Regions from separate parts of the Mus musculus genome. Here region 2 is linked to region 1. Evidence: chromatin contacts called from public Hi-C data. All regions are on one chromosome and are shown on one strand. Each heading gives the region's core, a stretch centred on a gene start, on an enhancer-like site or on the middle of the called end of the contact. The rest is flanking DNA. Distances are from core to core; before and after follow the strand shown. Region 1 holds the start of Pgpep1l (pyroglutamyl-peptidase I-like). Region 2 overlaps Igf1r (insulin-like growth factor I receptor).

What was found. Hi-C and Micro-C count contacts between places; a contact is called where the count stands out from the background.
Region 2: a contact with region 1 is called in a Hi-C map of cerebral cortex, with 1.7 times the contacts expected there. The contact joins the enhancer-like site here to the promoter of Pgpep1l in region 1. A contact is called at or near these places in 3 of 39 promoter capture datasets (frontonasal cranial neural crest, pre-B cells and second pharyngeal arch cranial neural crest), 1 of 15 datasets of contacts at CTCF or cohesin (the NIH/3T3 cell line), 8 of 484 Hi-C or Micro-C datasets (the CH12 cell line, DN3 thymocytes, bone marrow-derived DN2 thymocytes and 4 more), 5 of 115 datasets of contacts at active chromatin or transcription factors (the SCID.adh cell line, bone marrow-derived macrophages, embryonic stem cells and 1 more) and 3 of 9 other capture datasets (adipose tissue, liver and pancreatic islet).

Annotation. Positions count from the first base shown.
Region 1 is chr7:68,262,805-68,265,616 of GRCm38.p6, forward strand. It overlaps Pgpep1l (pyroglutamyl-peptidase I-like), which reads right to left and starts at 1,429. Exons shown (of 4, transcript NM_030101.1): 1 at 1,340-1,429.
Region 2 is chr7:68,220,502-68,223,201 of GRCm38.p6, forward strand. The region is part of intron 20 of Igf1r (insulin-like growth factor I receptor); the gene reads left to right. Among named protein-coding and RNA genes, the nearest start is that of Pgpep1l, 42 kb to the right of the region's middle. Within about 2 kb of position 1,425, at least 33 of the 459 cell types and tissues checked have an H3K27ac peak or open chromatin away from gene starts, as enhancers often do. A contact at or near this core is called in DN3 thymocytes, the SCID.adh cell line and cerebral cortex, where this site is marked.

The DNA.
Region 1 (2,812 bases), core at 179-2,678:
AAGGCTGTTTGTTAGAATCCTTGCATTTCACCATCTGTCTACATACCAGTTGTCAAGACAAGATTTACACAACTAGGGGCTCCAATAAAATGAAGAGTCTGTCCTCCGGCAAACTCAAAACATTACTAATAAAGGCAGGCCACACTCTGGGATCCAGTGGGCATTTCCCAATGGCGCCTGACTCCCAGCAACTGCTGGCTGATGAGAGAAATGTAGGGAAAGACGTGAGTCCAAGAGGGGGCAGCACATTTCCATGCCCATATTTCATTTGAGACAGGCACTGCTTTTACCAAGAGTATGGTTTCCTGAGGACGTCAAATGTAATTTGAGCCATTCCATCTCTGGACCCGAAATAAAAAAAAAAAAAAAAAAAACAAATCAGAAGTGCAAGGGAATAAGAGTGTCTCAAAAGAATGCTCTTTTCTTTTCTTTTTTTTTTTTTTCCTTCCTCCTTTTGGAAGGCTGATAGTATGAATCACTGTCCGAAAGTATTTATCAAAGAAGCTTTCAATTAGGACAGGTGACAGGAATCCTTTGTTTCCCTTTATCGAATACAAGTTGGAAAACTTGAAATGTGCCAAATGTGTCTAACTAAAAATAAATAAAGCGCTTTGGTGTCTGACTAAAAATAAGAGCATCGTGAGGAAAGAGTAAGCCCATAGGGACCAGCTGTGACAATGACAGGTGCCTGTGGCTGGGGTGACTTCAGATGTGCGGCTGAGATGGAGGACAGAGCAGCCACCATTCCTTCCAGGCTGACCTTTTGGGGTTCAGAGGCATCAACCAGTGTGTGTGTGTGTGTGTGTGTGTGTGTGTGTGTGTGTTCAGTGGCATCCACAACCAGTGTGTGTGTTGGTTATTTCAGTGTTTCCATAGTAGCAAAAGCACCATGGGGGTTGGCGACTGCAGTCTCCATCAAGGCCTGGTCCTTTAAAAAGGATGGTATGAGGCCCTGTGATGGTTAATTCTGTCTAAATCTGCAATTCGATGGTCTCCACTGGGTCCTAGGCTTAGGGACAGCAGGTGGTAGCCTGGGCTCCTCCCCAAGGGGCTGAAGGACAAACAAGGTCTGAGAGAACCTAAGCCACAAGTGGGCACCTCCGTGCATGGCACTCAAGTTATTTGTGGCGAAGGGGCTCAGAGGCAGGAAAGCCTGTGTTTTTTTTTAATAGGGCTGAGCAGGAAGTCAGCTTCCATCTGGAATTCCTACCAACACCAGTTGCCACCCGTGTTCCCCTGGGAGAGCTGTTTACAAGCAGAGTCGAGCAAGTGCGCATTCCAGGCCCCAGCAGAAAGCAGCCAAAACCAAAACCCGGAACGCAGGGAAACTTGGGCTTACCGGTCACCACCACGCAGCGGGACTGCGAATCCATGAGACCCGGCTGCGCTAGGCTGGTCCAGCCGAGATCCAGGATGGAAAAGACCACGTGGGGAGTGTGGAAAGGCCACGCCCCTCGGGAGCAGAACTGGCGGCCTTTGGACACTCGAGGGTCATAGCGCCGCCAGAACTAATATGGACTCAGCTTAGTTGGTTCCGTAGGATACATGACATCATGGTGCTCGACCCTATAGCAACCAACTGTCCCAAGACTGTGGGGTTACTAGGACCCACCACTGAAATCGCTCAAGCTAGGACCGCGCGGGTCACCCTCTCTGTTTTTTGCACCTATCTTCTTGATTACCTTGATTTTTTTTTCCTTTTTCCTTTTTTTTTTTTTTTCTCGGTAGAACCCCCTGCTGCCTGGAGTATTGCCCTGTGTTTGGAAAGTGTGACTTGGCTTATGATTGTTCTTGAATTCTGCAAAGCGTTTAAACAAGCAACCAAACTCGCAGCAAACACTCACTGGAAGCTGACTGTAGGCGGTGCTTGCAAGCACCTGCTGCCTAGACCCAGTGGGTCCACCGTCAAATTTCTGTTTTCTTGTTCTGCGGAGTGGGGCTCACCCCCGCCCGCTTAGACGGAGCATACTGCCTCCCACGCATGTCCCCAGCTGCATCTGCCTGGAGCGACAGGGTCTCACCAGCTGGCTGATGTCTGCTGGCTTCAGACTGGCTCATCCTGTCTGCGAAGTGCTTCCTACTGCGTTCCCTGGCAAAAAAATGCCATCCGATGTCACCCACGGTCTTGGCATTTCTCTGAGTTAGTTGAGCTCTTAAAATCTGTCAGAGAAACAATGACGGGAAACCTTACTTTTGGGACAGTTCACCTATTGATGCAGCCTGCTGGCTTTTCAAAAATACTTAAGTTTTGTTTTTGTTTTTTTGTTTGTTGTTGATATATATATATATATATATATATATATATAAAACAACAACAACTCTCTCTCTCTTATGAGAGAGAGAGAGAGAGAGAGAGAGAGAGAGAGAGAGAGAGAGAGAGAGAGAGAGAGAGAGAGAGAGAAATAAAACTCGGGGCTGGAGAGATGGCTCAGCGGTTAAGAGCACTGACTGCTCTTCCAAAGATCCTGAGTTCAAATCCCAGCAACCACATGGTGGCTCAAAACCATCTGTAATGAGATCTGAAGCCCTCTTCTGGAGTGTCTGAAGACAGCTATAGTGTACTTATACGTAATAATAAATAAATAAATCTTTAGAGAGAGAGAGAGAGAGAGAGAAATAAAACATACTTCTCTCTCCCCATCCGGGTGAGGCAGGGAAGCAGCCACGGGTGATCTGATGAGCCCCAGTAGTTGTTAACTACTTAATTGGCCGCGTGAGACATTCCCTTTAATTGGCCCTGGAGGTGGGGTCCTGGCTTCTTTTGTTTTGAGAAAGCCAGCTCTATCCCTCCCTGCCACCCACGCATCCACCC
Region 2 (2,700 bases), core at 175-2,674, 42 kb before region 1:
AGAGCACAGAGAGGTGCTAGTGACTGTACTCTGAATCTTGAGATGTCAAGGTGTGGGCTAGCATCGTCCCCCGTGAGGCTCCAACAGTTGAAAATGTCATCTCACAGGCTTTCTAATGAAACCTAGGAGGAGCTCGATGAGGTGACACTAGCTAGCTCAGGGTCTCCAGAAGATAGCTGCTGGTCAGAGGCAGGGCTTCCCGCAGATGAAGATACTCCGGTACGTGGGGTGATTGTAAGGAGATCGGATTTACTACAGGGCGGTAGGAACAGTGATGGTTCTGTGTAGTGGGAGAGGCCGTGGCTTCTCTGTGGACCACTCCATAGACTGAGAGGATTTCTCTAATACACTGGAGAGGATTGGTGGTGCTGGGGACCGCACGCTCACTCTTCCTTCCAGCCCCTCTGCTCTGCCACTATGATTCAGGAATCAACAAGGATGGAGTCAGTGTAGCCCAGGTATTTAGGATAATCTTCCTGCCTCAAACTCCCCTAGTGCTTGGATTGCAGCCAGTGTTACTGCTGGTGCCCAACTAAAACTTTATATTGGAATTTGAATTCCTCTCGTTTTCTTCTTATAAAATACTCCTATTTGGGGGTGGGGCGTGGGGGACTTGTTAATTTGTTTGTTTTTGCCCCAGCTGTTGGCAAGTGTAAAAAAAAAAAACCCTCTTGCTTGGGAGGGCCTTACAAAACTGAATAGACAGCAGGCCATATTGAGCCACTGACTGGTCCGTGGCCTGCTGTGCCCTGCAGCATCTTCACGGAGAACACTGCCACTGTGGCCTTTCTAAACTGACCTCCGAAGGCGTACAGGATGCAGGGGGCCTGCCTAGAGAAGCTCTGGGTTCTGAGTGCTGTTATAGCTTTACTTTGACCTCAGTGGTGCAGGGCAGTCCTACTCGTCCATTGCGAGAATAGTCAGTATGTGGGCAAAGGTGAAAGGATGGAGTAGGAGCATGGCTGCCTCTGAGTCTGTGTAAGGGTGTGCCCCACCAGCCTTGGTTAGGATACCAGGATCAGCACTGTCTCACGAGCTGAGAAACCGTTCAAAAGAGCAGGTGTGAGTTTTGTTCCTGTGGTTTGGGCCTGGTCACAGGAGAGGTATTGTTGGTTTTTTTCTTTTCTTTTATGCTGGAGCAAACATTTGTCTGAGAAACTCATGGAACTCCTGAAGTTGATCCATCCCCAGCTGCCTGGATTTTTTTTTTTTTTTTTGGTATGAATTTAATATGCTTGGGAAGGAGCCACCTGCTATGGGAAAGGCAGTGGACTTCCTGTTCCCAGCATAGAGAGGAGGAAGCTTACACACGGAGGCCGCTCTTGGATGCGAAATGATTGATTCAGGAGGCCTTTTTGCTTTGCCATTCAGAACCCCCTTGGCAGATCGGTCTCCTTTCTAAGAAAAGAACAGAGTGAAGGGAAGGGAGCCGGGCTGCTCCAGTAGGGAGTGTGGTGCCCTGATTTGGCTGAGACGCTGATGAGAGGAAGATGTGTTCTGTGAAAGGATTTTTTTTTTTTTTTTTTGGCACAGTAAGCAAACACTCTTGGGAGTAGTCTGAAGCCTGTTGGGTCTCACACGTAGAGGAAGGACTTCCATGGTGTGGTTCTGAGGCAGGAACAGCCCTTTCTCTGGCCATGCTTTGGTCTCGTCGTCCCTACACATGAACCAGTCTGCTTCAGGAGTAGCTAAGTATCCAGCCTTGTGTATTACAAAGTGTTCTAGCTTTAGAGGAAAGGCTGCCACCAAACACCAGGGTATCCAGGTCTGACTGTCAGTGCAATAGCTCAGTTTGAATTGATCTAGCAAATTCTGTGAGGCTGGGTCAGGGGAGCCTATCATTCCCATCTTTACCCCTGGGTTTCAGGGCTTTGGACACAGATTTGTCAGTGAACCCTGCTGAGGTCAGGGGCCAGTCCCAGAGTTCACGGAACCTGGAGATCCTGAAACAGGTTCCAGCCCTCGTGCTGCAGAATGGGACGACGATGTAAGCTCAGCCACAGAATTGATCCATTTGATCCATTAACATCTCCAGAGCTCACATGCCAAGTCTTCGGGATGCGGGATTCAGGAAGGAACTTGAACGTTTTACTAGCCGAGCGTCACCAGCTCAGATGCAGCTGAGACATACTCAGTCCAATCTGACTACTTCTGTACTTTTCCTCTCCACCCCCAGGAGGCTGGGAATCCCAGTCTGGTTTTGTCGAGATAAATTGAATAGAGTCATCACAGGCAGGTGACAGTGTCTGCTGGACGGTCCCTGGCATCGACTGTGTGCCAGCAACTGGGCTATATAGCATCCCCGTCTAGGTCCTGGCCCTAAAACAACCTTAGTTGCTTGAGATGCTAGAGGAGGACCCACTCAGTCCCGTAGGCCCTTCTGAAAGTCTGATCCCTGCTAAGAGTCACTACTACCTGGTACAGTACTAACAGGCGGCAGCAGGGGTACTGTATACATGAGGTCCTGGGCATATTTCAGTTTGCCAGTGCCTCACATAGATGGCAGCCTGTCCAGCTGAAGACACGGGGTGTGCTTGGGGGCTCAGAAGCCAAGTGAGGAATGGGCATAGCGGTGGGCGTACACCCCAGGATAGCACTCACTTCTAGAGGGATAGGTGTGCACCTTCACAGAGGGACATATTCTGTAAATCGCGGCTCCAGCTCATCAGAGCTGTCCAGTGGTTTTAAAGTGTGCTTTTT